2 separate regions of the Mus musculus genome follow, and region 2 is linked to region 1. A link is a contact called in public Micro-C data. All regions are on one chromosome and are shown on one strand. Each heading gives the region's core, a stretch centred on a gene start, on an enhancer-like site or on the middle of the called end of the contact. The rest is flanking DNA. Distances are from core to core; before and after follow the strand shown.

Evidence for each region. Hi-C and Micro-C count contacts between places; a contact is called where the count stands out from the background.
Region 2: a Micro-C map of embryonic stem cells shows a contact between it and region 1, with 10 times the contacts expected there. The contact joins the promoter of Rilp here to the promoter of Pfas in region 1. A contact is called at or near these places in 3 of 484 Hi-C or Micro-C datasets (all in embryonic stem cells).

Annotation. Positions count from the first base shown.
Region 1 is chr11:69,006,861-69,014,398 of GRCm38.p6, reverse strand. It overlaps Pfas (phosphoribosylformylglycinamidine synthase (FGAR amidotransferase)), which reads left to right and starts at 5,939. Exons shown (of 28, transcript NM_001159519.1): 1 at 5,939-5,996.
Region 2 is chr11:75,505,475-75,512,361 of GRCm38.p6, reverse strand. It overlaps Rilp (Rab interacting lysosomal protein), which reads right to left and starts at 2,268. Exons shown (of 8, transcript NM_001029938.2): 1 at 1,990-2,268; 2 at 1,825-1,918; 3 at 1,624-1,730; 4 at 1,355-1,540; 5 at 928-1,073; 6 at 460-582; 7 at 1-11. The coding sequence starts at 2,214. It overlaps Prpf8 (pre-mRNA processing factor 8), which reads right to left. Exons shown (of 42, transcript NM_138659.2): 37 at 5,793-6,032; 38 at 5,557-5,698; 39 at 3,948-4,088; 40 at 3,702-3,841; 41 at 3,393-3,595; 42 at 2,915-3,227. The coding sequence ends at 3,073.

The sequences.
Region 1 (7,538 bases), core at 4,690-7,189:
TCAACTAAAGATTTTGTAGCACAAGAGAGTCTCTGTTTAAGGGGTTTTATTAGTTTCTTTTAAGACATTCTTCAAGCAGGCCTGTTGATCCTGACATTCAAATTTACTGAAGGGAGGAAAGACTCAACTTCATAAGGAAGGAAAAAAGAAAATGATAAATAAACACCCAGTGTCTACTTAAAAGCAAAATGGAGCTACCTAGTCAATGACTAGCATTGCCTTCAGTAACAGGCTTTTTAGAGGTTTTGTTTGTTTGTTTTTGTTTTGTTTTGTTGTTTTATGTTTCTGTTGTGTTTGTTGTTTTGAGACAGGTGGTGTATCCTATAGCACCATATTGGATCTTGAATTTGCTCTTTGGCCAAGGGGGACCCCTGATCTTCCTGTCTCCTCTGGGGAGATTATAGGCTTGTATCAGCAGGACAGGTTCATAAGCTCTTGATAAAAGAAAAGTTTGGCCGAGCGTGGTGGCACGAGCGTGGTGGCACTCACCTTTAATCCCAGCACTGCAGAGGCAGAGGCAGGCGGATTTCTGAGTTCAAGGCCAGCCTGATCTACAGAGTGAGTTCTAGGGCTACACAGAGAAATCCTGTCTCGAAAAATCAGGAAAAAAAAAAAAAACCGTTTGGAGCCAGTGTGGTGGTTTGTTGTAGTTTCAGCCACCTAGAAAGATTATGTCAAGGACAGCTTGAACGATACAGTGAAAATTTGATGTTACAACTCCACAATTAGCACTTGAGAAATGAAGATAGGAATATCAGGGATTCAAGGTCAGCCTGGGTTACAAGCTATCCTGTACACACAAAAACGTGGAACTTAAAACTATATCCCCTATTATATCAGAGATGCGTATTTTTTTCTCTTTTCTTCAAAGCATGAATCCCCCACACCCAATATTAAAGCCTCTTTTACAACTTCAGCCTCCTTTATTTATTTTTTTTAATATTTTTATTACATATTTTCCTCAATTACATTTCCAATGCTATCCCAAAAGTCCCCCATACCCTCCCCCCCACTTCCTTACCCACCCATTCCCATTTTTTTTGGCCCTGGCGTTCCCCTGTACTGGGGCATATACAGTTTGCGTGTCCAATGGGCCTCTTTTTCCAGTGATGGCCGACTAGGCCATCTTTTGATACATATGCAGCTAGAGTCAAGAGCTCCGGGGTACTGGTTAGTTCATAATGTTGTTCCACCTATAGGGTTGCAGATCCCTTTAGCTCCTTGGGTACTTTCTCTAGCTCCTCCATTGGGAGCCCTGTGATCCATCCATTAGCTGACTGTGAGCATCCACTTCTGTGTTTGCTAGGCCCTGGCATAGTCTCACAAGAGACAGCTACATCTGGGTCCTTTCAACAAAATCTTGCTAGTGTATGCAATGGTGTCAGCGTTTGGAAGCTGATTATGGGGTGGATCCCTGGATATGGCAGTCTCTAGATGGTCCATCCTTTCGTCTCAGCTCCAAACTTTGTCTCTGTAACTCCTTCCATGGGTGTTCTGTTCCCAATTCTAAGGAGGGGCATAATGTCCACACTTCAGTCTTCATTCTTCTTGAGTTTCATGTGTTTATCAGCCTCCTTTATTAAAACAACTATCAAAATTAATCATTCCTTTTGCTTTCAGCATTTCCCTGTCACTGGTAGAACCTCTTCATTTATCCTGCCTATGACTTTTAGGGTCTGAGAACTGCTGCAGAAACCACTCAGACCCCGATCTCAGTTAAATAGAGCTGGTTTATTGAAAGCACAGACCAAGATAGATTGATCAAACTCAGCTACAACCTTGACAATGTTTCAGAGCAGCTTCGGAGGAGGAGCTGATAACATAAATCTGGTTCCCTAATTGGTTCTTGATTTGGTCAATAAAGAAGGCAGAAGCCAATTGCTGGGCGAAGGGTAAAGGTGGGACTTCCGGTTCCCAGGAGGAGGAGCCGACCGGAGAGAGATGGAGCTTCTGGCCAGACTTCGGAACAAGAAGGACACAACAACCTTGTAAGGTCTTGTAGAGGCGATAACTGGCAGCCTCTGCCACTGGCGGATAGCTGATATAAGCTAGCAGATAAGGTTAGGGCAGGAGATTCTTTGCCCACCGATTGTGTTCTCTGGCCAGTTTTAAGATAATAAAACAGTCTATGTTTTTCTTCCTTGGAGAAAAGCTGGACAGAGAAAGAGGGAAGCCACCTGACAGCTTGGTGAAGCTAAGCTTCGAGGGGCTAGCGGGAATGATCACGATGCCGAGGAAGGCACTAAGCCAGGAGCGCTGGCAGAGCCCTCGGGAAGGCAATAGCGTGTTTTATAAAATTACACGCAACACAACTTATATGCGAAAATAAAACACAACGAGCTCATAAGCAGGTGCAGGGAGGACTGCAGGGTGGCATGCCTTTCTCCAAGGTTTTTTTTTTGTTTTGTTTTGTTTTTTTTAAACTCATTTAGACACAACAGTTCAGGCTGACCTCTGTTTTGATGGATCCTGAGTGAAGGCTACAGTTGGGGAACAACAACAACAACTACTACTACTACTTACTACTTCTACTACTTCTACTACTACTACTACTACTACTACTACTACTACTAGCAGCAGCAACTACTACTACTTACTACTTCTACTACTACTACTAGCAGCAGCAACTACTACTACTTACTACTTCTACTACTACTACTAGCAGCAACTACTACTACTTACTACTACTACTACTACTACTAGCAGCAGCAGCAGCAGCAGGCTGGCTAGAGAGATGGCTCAGCGGTTAAGAGCACTTAGCTGCTCTTCCAGAGGTTCCGAGTTCAACCTACTTGGTGGCTCACAACCATCTGTAATGGCATCTGATGCCCTCTTCTGGTGTGTCTGAAGAGAGCAACAATGTACTCATATACATTAAATAAATAAATCTTTTAATAATAATAATAAGCCTCAGAATATATGACCAACTTGATCTTGCTCTGAGCCAAACTATTTTTCTATGTCTATAGTCAAGCTGTTTTTATGTCAGCAATATGGGATGGCTGGCAGGCATGAAACAAAGGGGTTACAGCTAAGCTAACGGTTTCATCAATGATCATGTGCCCTAGAGCCTGGGATTTACCTTTGAGAATTCGTAGATAGAAACGATGGGTTTGGACTGGGTCTTCTCCTACCATCCTGTTAGTATGGTTTAAATGTCGGGTTTCTTTAACGTTGGTGGAACAGGTCAGAAGCGGCATGCATAGAAACAAAGCTCCAAGCTGCTGTCTGAAGCATCATTCAGAGTTCCTTTACCCTTTAAGGACCTTCACTCAGATAAGACTGGTCCCGTGCTTTAACTCAAAAGAATCTCGGAGTGAGCCAATAGTGAACCAGAGCCGGCTCTTGTGCTTGTTTCCCTTTGTTTTTTAAGATTTCATTTTGGTATTGGAGAAATACCTGAACAGTTAAGAGCACAACAGAAAACCCAGGTCAGTTCTCAGCACCCTCATCCAGTGGCTCACAAGTGTGTGTAACTCCAGCTCCTGACCTGGGAGAATTGAGAACGCCTGCCTCCCTGTGTGGTGCACAAGCTCCCACATGGGTGGATGGTCCTGCACCATCTTTCCACATGTTTACAATTTTTTTATTTTTTTATTTTTGGTTTTTCCAGACAGGGTTTCTCTGCGTAGCCCTGATTGTCCTGGAACTCACTCTGTAAACCAGGCTGGCCTCGAACTCAGAAATCCGCCTGCCTCTACCTCCCAAGTGCTGGGATTAAAGGCATGCGCCACCACTGCCCGGCATGGTTACAATTTTTTATTTTGTCGTTATAGTTCCTTTTCCATTTGGTAAAATCTAGTCATTTTACCTTGGGACAAAACCTCCCCCTCCCCCCACCCTGTTTTTAAAATTTTATTCATTTTGTTTCTTGTTTTAGAGTGGGGCTTCATGTAGTCCAGGTTTACCTTATGCTATGTAGCCAAAAATGACCTTGAATTTCTGATCCTCATGCCTCTACTTCCCAAGTGTGATTACAGGAGTGAAGCACCATGCTTTGGCAACATTTTATCACATAAAAATTCTTCCTAATTAAAAAAAAAAAAAAAAAAGCCAGGCAGCCACGGCTACACAGAGAAAACCTGTCTTGAAAAAAAATAATAATAGGGGCTGGAGAGGTGGCTCAGCAGTTCGGAGCACTGACTGCTCTTCCAGAGGTCCTGAGTTCAAATCCCAGCAACCACATGGTGGCTCACAATCACCTGAAATGAGATCTGTCTGAATATATGAAGTAAATAAATAATAATAAAATAAATAATAAAATAATAATACATAAAATAATAATAAATAACTAAATAATAATAAAATAAATAATAAAATAATAATACATAAAATAATAATAAATAACTAAATAATAATAATAAATAAAAAATAGAGCTGGAGAGATGGCTCAGTGATTCAGAGCACTGACTACTATCCCGAAGGTCCTGAGTTCAAATCCCAGCAAGTACAAGGTGGCTCACAACCACGGGTAATGAGATCTGACACCCTCTTCTGGAGTGTGTGCAGACACCTACAGTGTACTAACATATAATAAATAAATAAGTAAATCTTTAAAATACATATATGTATATGCACACATACTCTCATATCCATATATGCCACATATAGTCTCATAGCCTTTCTATGTATATAGAGATGAAGTCTTTACTTTCAGAAGACAGAGCAATATAAATAAATTTACCAGCTTAATAAAGAAAGGAGCTGCTGGAGAGATGGCTCAGCTGTTAAGAGCACTGACTGCTCTTCCAGAGGTCCTGAGTTCAATTCCCAGCACTCACATGGTGGCTCACAATCGTCTGTTATGAGATTTGATGCTCTCTTCTGGTGTGTCTGAAGAGAACAACACTGTACTCACATAAAATAAATAAATCTTGAATAAATAAAAGGAACCTAAATTTCATTTCCAAAATCTATTTAAACATTGTCTCTTGTTTCTTGCTGTTGCAGGTCTTAGGCTGGCTGTATTGTATTGCATAGGGTCTTTTAAAAGGCTGTTTTGTGAAGGGGGCAGTGGTTGCCCAGGCCTGTAATCCCAGTCTTGAGTCTCGGTGAGTTGGAGGCCATCCTGGTCTACAGGGCTAGTTCTGGGGCAGCCAAAGCTACACAAAGAATTTTCTTTCTTTTGTTTGTTTTGTTTTAAAAAGGGTTTTGGGGTACTTTGCCTAGATTTTACATTAGTCTGAGAATCTCAGACTGTTACATTCTATTAAGGTCAAAGTAACAGAAGTTCTAAATTAAATGACCTTGGAAAACCAATTTATCTTGCATAAACAAAGAAGGCAGAAGGGAGAAAAATACAGAGAGCCAAAACAGTTTTACACGTTAACTTTTTAAATGTAATTTAGGCTAGTGTACTGGATGGTTTTGTGTGTCAACTTGACAACAAGTTAAGAGTCACCTCCAGCCGTAAGGCACTTTCAGTGATCAATAAAATAACATTTTCTCAAGTGATATTTCAAATTCGAGGCGTCTTCTCTTTTTTGAATTTTGTTTTGTCTTTTTTTTTTTTTTAAGATTTATTTATTGTTATATGTAAGTACACTGTAGCTGTCTTCAGACACACCAGAAGAGGGCATCAGATCTCATTGCGGATGGTTGTGAGCCACCATGTGGTTGCTTGAACTCAGGACCTTTGGAAGAGCAGTCAGTGCTCTTACCTGCTGAGCCCTCACCAGCCCCTGTTTTGTCTTTTTGACAGAGGGTTTCTCTGTACATCCTTGGCTGGCCTCGAACTTGCTATGTGGACCAGACTAGTCTAGAATTCAAAGATACTCCTGTCTGCTCTGGCCTCCCAGTGCTGGGATTACAGGCTTGGACTTCTAAAAGAGATTCAGGTTTGTCACTCAAACAGCCCCAACCCACCGCGGGGAGCCTTGGCACCGCCCACAGCCGGCCCGCGCGAATCGCTTCTCCGGCGGTGGCGCTCTCTGATGACGTACAACGAGCGCGCGCCAAGGACTCGTGGGTCTCTGGCGCAAACTGGCGGGCTTCAGGTGAGTACAACCTACGCGTCCTTCCCTGAGTTCGCTTCCTGATGCGGTTCCATTGCTCACACATTCAAACCGAATCCAGGCCGCGTCGTTTTCCCCATTAGGGCGGGTTGGGTCCATCTGGATCCACATGCCTTGGGTAGAGCATCTGTTGGAGCGCGTGTTCTGCAGGCACTCGGTGTAGGTGGACGACCAGACTGAAATAGCCTCATCTCATGGTCTCATTCATCCATCCCTGAAATAGCCTCATCTCATGGTCTCATTCATCCATCCATTCATTCATTCATTCATTCATCCAACCATTCATTCATCAGAAAAATGTGAAGACCACCTGCTTTGTATCAGGCACCATACTAGTCGTTGGGAATACAGTGCCGAAATAAAACCCGGTTCCGATATTTCTGAAACTTACATTTCGCTGGGAATGATAGACGAAATAACTGCAGAGGGCTGCAGATGTAGCTCAGGGTCCTGGGTTCGAGTCTTACAACCTCATAAATCAGGTGTTGTGAAGAACACGAGAAATTACAGCACTCGAGGTTTTGGGAGTAGAAGGACTAGAAATTACCCTCAGTTATATAGCTATTTAGAGGTCAGCCTGAGCTAAATGAGACCCTGGGTGTTTCTCTGTGTAACCCTGGATGTCCTGGCCAGCCTTTAACTCAGAGAGATTCACCTGCCTCTGCCTCCTGGGATTAAAGGCATGTGCCACCTTTGCTTTTTTTTTTTTTTTAAAGGAGGACTGTATGGAGGCAGGGAACTGAGGTGTGATGGGAATAAAGGGTCTGTTCATTTAACAACTCGTGTGGTTGGTTGGTTGATTTTGTTTTTTTGAAACGGTCTCATTTTACAGCCCTGATTGACTTGCAACTCTATGTAAATCCTGAAATCCTGAGATTCACCTTCCTTTGCTGGGATTCAGAGCCCGTACCACCATGCCTAGCAGAGGCAAGTGTTTATTCATTAAGCCACCTCACCAGTGTAGAAGTCATGGTCTTTTCACTGTCTGTGGCAAATAGGATGTGGTTGTGCAGTAGTGGAATCAGACCATTGAAGAATTCGGTGCAATTGGGTGTGGTGATGCATGCCCCTAGGTAGGCTCCACATTAGAAGGCAGTGGCAAGAAGACTGATTTCCAGACCAGCCTGGGCTATATGATAACCTGACCTTTTCCTCATAAAACAACAGCAACAGAGAAAACAATACGCTGATCAGTCCAAATGAATGATAGTGGTGCCGTGGACTCAGGAGGTGATAGACCTGAAAAGGCAAGAGATTTAATGTATGTGTGGAAGTAGAGTTGTTATATGGAGAGTGATTATATGGAGAGATTGAGGGAAAAGAGTAGTTAAGGTTGGCGTCAGTCTTACTTTTTCTAGTTCTGTGGATTGAACGTCAGGCCTTGCACGTGCTAGGCAAGTGCTTTGTCACTGAATCCTATGCCTGTGCAAACAGTTGCAACTGTTTGGATGGAGTAGTGTTCCCTATAATAGAGAAGAGCAGAGGCATAGCCAATCTGCCTGACTGGGGGCACCAGCCATACTA
Region 2 (6,887 bases), core at 1,019-3,518, 6.5 Mb before region 1:
CCTCATCCTCACTAGGATAAAGAAATGAAAGGGCTGTATATCAGGGCCTAAGGGATACTATGAGTCCAGCTTGTGTGGAACCTCCTGAAGGACTTTCAGGAACATCAGGGGAGGATGGAGTGACTACAGAGGCCTCAGGGCTGGAGAGGGGACAGTGAGGGGATCAGGGACTCTTTATAACCAGGCAGACAACAGCCCCTCACAAGACTGCATAGCTTCCTTTAGTAAAGAGATCCAGCCAAGGAAGGAAACATGAGTCTGGAGAAGTAGCATGGACAGTTTCTTCAGCAGGAGGCATAGCAGCCGGGGCAAGCGGGAGCAGTGGATTCCAGAGGAAAGGACGGCAGCTGGAGAGCAGGCTGAGTGAGGTGCCAGGCACAGCTAAGTTGTATCACTGGGCACAGCAGAACTGCAGCAGGCCAAGGGGTTCGTTTGGTGAGCACAGAGGCAGGATCTTACCTGCTCTCTGCTTCTTCAGGTGTCCCTAACATCTTGGCCTTGATCTTCCTCCTCTGTTTCTTGACTGCCACCTTCATGGCTTCAAGCAGAAGCCCAGGAACACGGTGATCTGTGAGCAGCTCTCTAGAGAAGCAGGAAGGGAAGAAAGTGGGAAGGCCAACAGGAGGTGTCAATCAAGTACCTGAGCTCTGCTCACTGTTTCCCCTGGAAACCCGTGAAAGCTCTATACCGCCAACACCTCTGAAATGAGCTTAGATGGCCCCTCCTAAGGATAAGGCTTGCTGCTTCAGTTTGGTGACCCCTGGTGCTGCCCTGTTTGAGTGAGGTTCCAGAAGGGCAAGGACTGTGGAAGTTACTTCTTCCCAGTGCCTGAGCAGGACCCTGGCAATTGTCACTGCTGATCTATAAACGATCCAAAAAATAAGGTGGGGTGACCAGGAACAGGCATCCTGGCTTCCAGTCCCTCACCGCTGGAAGTACGCCAACTCCTCCTTGAGCAAGAACACGTTGGCTTTGAGCTCATTCCGCTCCTGAAGGATTTGCTTAAGCTCTTCCCTGCTGAATCCACACTGGACAGCTTCTGGAAGGTTCCCTGGCTGCTTCTGAGTATCCACCTGTACAAGGTCAGGAATGGTCAGAGAGCAGTCTGTCTTAGCTCTTCCCTAAGTCCCAGCGCTCACAATAATATTATGGGAAGTGTCTGCTGGGAAAACTTAGAGGACAAAGTTGCTGCTACATAGGTGTACATAGCACACAACTGCTGTTGCTACCTTCCAACTTCCTGGGTACCTTCTATACTGCATGGTACATCCATGCCAGGTAAACCCAGGCTGGGTCATCAACTGCTGAATGCTGTGAGCTCTGGGATGTATTTTGACTTCGCTCCGTCTCTTACCGGGTCATCTGAGGTTGCCGCATCAGGTTCCAAGCTCTGTTCTTTAGCCAGCTGGCTGGAGCCATCCTGAGCTATCTGGCGCTCCCTCTCCCGGTCCTGGGCGGCCCTCAACTGGGTCTGCACTGCAGCCAGCTTGTGCCGCAGCTCAGAGTTGATCAGCAGGAGGCGCTGTAGCTGTTCCTGCAGCTAGGGGGTGGAGCGAGAGAGCTAGGGGCGGGGCTCCGAGGGCCGTAGCGGCCCCACCCCACTCCGCCTGGCCCCGCCCTCACCGCTTCGGTCTCTTGGCTTCGGCGCTGCAGATCTCGGTTGTGTGCCCGAAGCTCATCCCGCTGTCTGTCTGTCACCTCCTTGAGCTGTCGGAGCAGCGCGCGCTCCTCTGAGGAAGGGGTGTCTTTAGCACTACCGATCTCTGGGGTACGCAGGCCCCGGCTGCCCCCAGCTCGCTCTGCTCCGGTGGGACCCTCACTCACCCTGCGGCCCGGAGCCTAGCTCCTGGCGGAGGCGTTGGTTCTCCTCGCGCAGCCGCCGCAGCTCCACTTCTGCCTGCTGTGCGGACACCTGCAGCTGGGGGAGCCAGGGGTCTCAGGGTTAGGCCTGCCGGCTCTCAGGGGTAAAAGGAGGAGCCGGTGACTCACCGAGTCCGGAGCCGGCCCCACGGCGGCCTTTTCCAAGAGCTCCAGCGCCCGCACGACTAGTGGCACCAGCCCAGCCGCCGCGTCGGGTCCGAAGCGGCGTGCCAGCCCCTGTAGCTCAGTGCCCAGAGCCCCCGCTAGATGGTACACGAGCTCGGCGGCTGACCCTGCGCCCACTGAAGAAGAGGCCTGACTGGGTAGCCTGGGCGCTGCCCTCCTGGGCTCCATTTTTTCCTCTCTTAAGGTCAAAAGCCACCCACACCCTTAACTGGTGCAGGAAAAAGCTTAACAGTTCCGGCCCAGGAAGTTTAGGGCCATAAGGGGCGGGGTAGAAGCAACCCGGGAGGAACAAATAGGGAAAAAGGCCCTGGAGTGGGAGAGTGCTCTGGGCTCCCTGTGCCCTACAAGGTCACTGGATACAGGTCGGCCAACTTCCAGGCAGGTATCCAAGAGTTGAGGACTAGAGCTGTAAGTGGTCACTTCAGGCAAGCCCTCCCCATAGCGCCTGACCCGGGCTCCACCCCTGGACTTGGCTGCCAAGAGGTGAAAGACTGAAGGTCAGCAAACAGCCTCTACTGGACTGCAGGGACAGTCACTTAAGTATGTTCCCCCACTAGGAACCACACAGTTTACAAAAATGAACGAGACCGGGCACTACAGCTATAGGAGGACCACACAGTCCAAGAAGTGATGTTGAAAATAGGTAGACTCCAAGTACTTTTACAGAGAAACCAGCAAATATGCTCAAAGTAATAAGCCAGCCCCAACTCAGCTCCCTGAGTCTAGGGAGCCTCTAAGCCTCCAGCGGAGAAGGCCTCAAGGCTCTGAAGGCAGGGCCCAGTACCTTGCTGTCAACTGCCCAAGCTAGTCCCCAATCCTCAAACGCCTATGCCCAGAATTTGACCTCATAACAGCAAGAAAACAAAAGCACTATTTATAAAATTTATTACATTTTGTTCAGGATTACAATCTATCAACAACACAAGCACAGAACGCAAAGGGGCTGACTGCTGAATGTCAGCAGCTTGTCTGGGGAGGGCGTTCAAGAGGCTCCAGGCTTTGGGGATCTGAAGCAGAAGGAAGTAACTAGGCATAGAGGTCCTCTCTGTCTGCAGAGTAGACCTCACCCTCCTGCAGAAGGGCGAAGTTGAGGAAGTGGGAGGGCCTGTGGACCTCATGGTAGAATTCCTTGGGGTTTGCCAGCTGCAGCTCGTATTTCATGTTGGGATCATGTCGAACACCTAATGGGAGGGGAAACATCAGAAGTTAATAAGGTTCTGCCTGCCTCACCCAGCCTGGGCCCCTGGACCGTTTCCAAGGCAGCCAGACCTCAAGATGACAAGATGACCAAGCATGCTGGTCACCTGTCTCTACCCCACACTTCCTAGGCACACACAACCACGTACCCATAAAGTTGTAGTTCCAGGAGGACTGGGCGGGGACCATGAAGAAGCCGAGGAATCGGTCAGACAGGAGCATCTGAACCCTCTCGTAGTGCGAGGGTAGGTAGCCTTTGGGGTTGTTGCCTTTGTCTGTGTTCTGCCGGCCCCACTCATACCCACTGGGTGTCAGCTTGTAGGCTGTCAGTGTGCAGGAGCCTGGTGTGAAGCTGGGGTGGGGGGGACAGGGACAGGGTAAGCGCTCAAGCCACCAATCCAGGTCCTGGCCTGCAATGCCTGCTCTATAATATTTCCACCCAAGAGGCCCACACCAACCTGCACGTGATGATAATAGTCTTCTCCCCATCCCAAGATGGGTTGTCAGCCATGATTTTGGCATGAGTGGTGACATCTTGGGGTGATAGCTGGGGGGATTCATTGGGCTGAGTGTGGATCCAACCTAAGGGTTCCATCTCCTGTAGGCAAACAGCAATAAAGAGATGTTCAACCCATCTGCAGACAAATGTCCCCCATTAGGGTAGCACGACAGTGAGTGCACTCCCAGGCTCCACCACCACTAACCTTGAGGTACTCATGCTGGGGCAGCTGGCTGGGCAGGTGCACAGTCTGGTGCGTGCCCCACTGCGGCACCATCACAATACAACGGATCTCCTTCACCTGAGGGTTATCTGGAGGGCTCACCCCATACAGGTATCCTGCAATCTAGAGATGAGATCAGAAGGTATTCTTAGTACCAACCCAGAATGCCAGAAGTTTTTAAAATTTTATTGTTGGGGCTGGAGAGATGGCTCACTGGTTAAGAGTACTGGTTGCTCTTCCAGAGGACCTGCCACATGGTGGCCTACAACTGTCTGCAACTCCAGTTTTAGGACCTTCTTTTGCTCTCTACAGGTACTGCCTGAATATGGTGTACAGAAAAAACTCCTACATACAAAAATATTTTTAGCCGGGCGTGGTGTCACACACCTTTAATCCCAGCACTTGGGAGGCAGAGGCAGGTGGATTTCTGAGTTCGAGACCCGCCTGGTCTACAAAGCGAGTTCCAGGACAGCCAGGGCTACACAGAGAAACCCTGTCTCAAAAACAAAAATGTTTTTAATGTATTATTATTCTGTATGGCACTGAGTGTATGTGAAGGTCAGAGGAAAATTCTATGGGACAGGCTCTCCTTTCACCTATACAGGGGTTCTGGAGCATCAAACTCAGCTTGTCCGGCTCCTGTGAGAAGTGCTTCACCCACTGAGCCACCTCAGCGGCCTCAGGGTTTTTTTCTTCTCAAGAAACCAAACCCAGGTGTGCATAGGTAATGCATCCCGGGTAAGCATTCTGTGGTTGAGCTTTCTCTATATCTGTAGCCTTTTTTTTTTTTTTAAAGATTTATTTATTTATTATATGTAAGTACACTGTAGCTATCTTCAGACACTCCAGAAGAGGGTGTCAGATCTCACTGCAGATGGTTGTGAGCCACCATGTGGTTGCTGGGATTTGAACTCAGCACCTCTGGAAGGGCAGTCAGTGCTCTTAACCACTGAGCCATCTGTCTCTCTGTCTCTCTCTCTCTGTCTCTCTCTCTCTCTCTCTGAAACAGGGTCTCGCTATGTAGCTCTGGCTGTCTTGGAACTCACTATGTAGACCAAGTTGGCCTCGAACTCACATAGAACTCTGTTATAAAAGAACTTTTCTTTAAAAAAATATATATTAATTTCCTTTATGTATGTGGGTATACTGTCACTGTCTTCAGACACAGCAGAAGAGGGCATCAGGTCCTAGTTTTACAAAATGTTTTGATACCCCTTTGTGCTGTCTTTTTAAAGTTATTCATTCATCCATAAATTTTGAAATAAGCACCTCAAAAAAAAACCGGGCGTGGTGGCGCATGCTTTTAATCCCAGCACTTGGGAGGCAGAGGCAGGCAGATCTCTGAGTTCAAGACCAGCCTGGTCTACAGAGTGAGTTCCAAGACAGCCAGGGCTATACAGAGAAACCCTGTCTCAAAAAAAAAAAAAAAAAAAACAAAAAACAAAAAAAAAAAAAAAAAGAAAGAAAAAAGAAAAAGAAAAAGAAAAAGAAAGAAAGAAGCACCTCAAAGGTTCTGGAACTCTCAAGTGAATTTCAGACGCAGACTAAGTGGGCTCACACTGTGGTCCAGGTGTGTGCCATAGCTACTCACTTGGGCACGAAGATCAGATATGCAGATGAACTTCTTAAGCACGTTTTTCGGAAGAATGTACGTATAACCAGTCTCCTTAATGTCATCAGATGAAACATAAATATGATTGGTCCGCAGATGCAGGTTGGCAGCAGAGATGGCCCTAAAGGACAGACAGGGAATGCCAGCATCTCAGCGCAAGCCCATGCAGCAACATCAACAGGCCTGCCCATCCCACCTTCATGCCTCCACGGTACCTGACTCTCCATTCAGTCTTTGATGAGAAGGTCTGGGTCTCATAGTTGCTAGTGGTTGAAGTGATAATCTCGTCACCGTGCTTGTTGACAGTTCGAGTCTGTGTAGCAGTGAGCTGGGACTGTTCCTTGGTCTGCTTTTCAATCTCAGCTATCTGCTGCCGCTGCTGCGATGGCGCCGAGATCTCCATTCCCAGGATGATGTCTCGAATTTCTGACTGTGTCAGTGACGCCACATTCACGCTGTGGGGACACTGAGAGTTAAAAGAGAAGGAGCTCTTCCTTCCCACAAGTCCCTTTTGTCCTGATGACAAAGTAGACTTGGGGAGACAGTGGGTATACTCTGCCAAGATAATCCTCAAGTAAGATTTCTTTTTTTGTTGTTTAAAGATTTATTTATTTTATTTATATAAGTACACTGTAGCTGTCTTCAGACACTCCAGAAGAGGGAGTCAGATCTCGTTACAGATGGCTCTCCAGCCGGTAACATTTCTTTTTAATTTTTAAATGTATCTGCTCTGGAGGAGGAAGCCATGTATCACATTGCAAATGCAGAGGTCAAAGTTAGAGAAGGTTTCTCCTCCTCCTGTGGGTTCTAGAGATTGAACTCCTGATAGCAAGCACCTGTACCCCTGGACCTGAAGACGCTGTCACACTGTGGAGACTCCCTACAGCCAAGCAGCACCACACTAATGCACACGACCTTAAGCTACTTCACCGCTGTAGCTTTTCCCACAGAAACTGTCCTGACACAGGACAACTCTCAAAAACGGAAACCCCAAATTGGGTGTAGTGAGACATACTGATATTTCAGCAGCTACAAGGTTAAGAGGGTTGTTGGAAGCTTTAAGGCCAGCCTGGGATACAGAATGAAATCCTGTCTCAAAACACAAGAGAAATGTAGACAGAAGGAACAAAAAAAGAGAGTGAATCTGTTCAAAATGGCTTCAATGCCTTCACTGAGATCTGTGTTTCTTCCTAAGTTTCCAAGATGTTATTTTTCTTTTTCTTTTTTTTCTTTTTTTTTTTTTTTTTTTGGTTTTTCAAGACAGGGTTTCTCTGTGTAGCCCTGGATGTCCTGGAACTCACTTTGTAGAC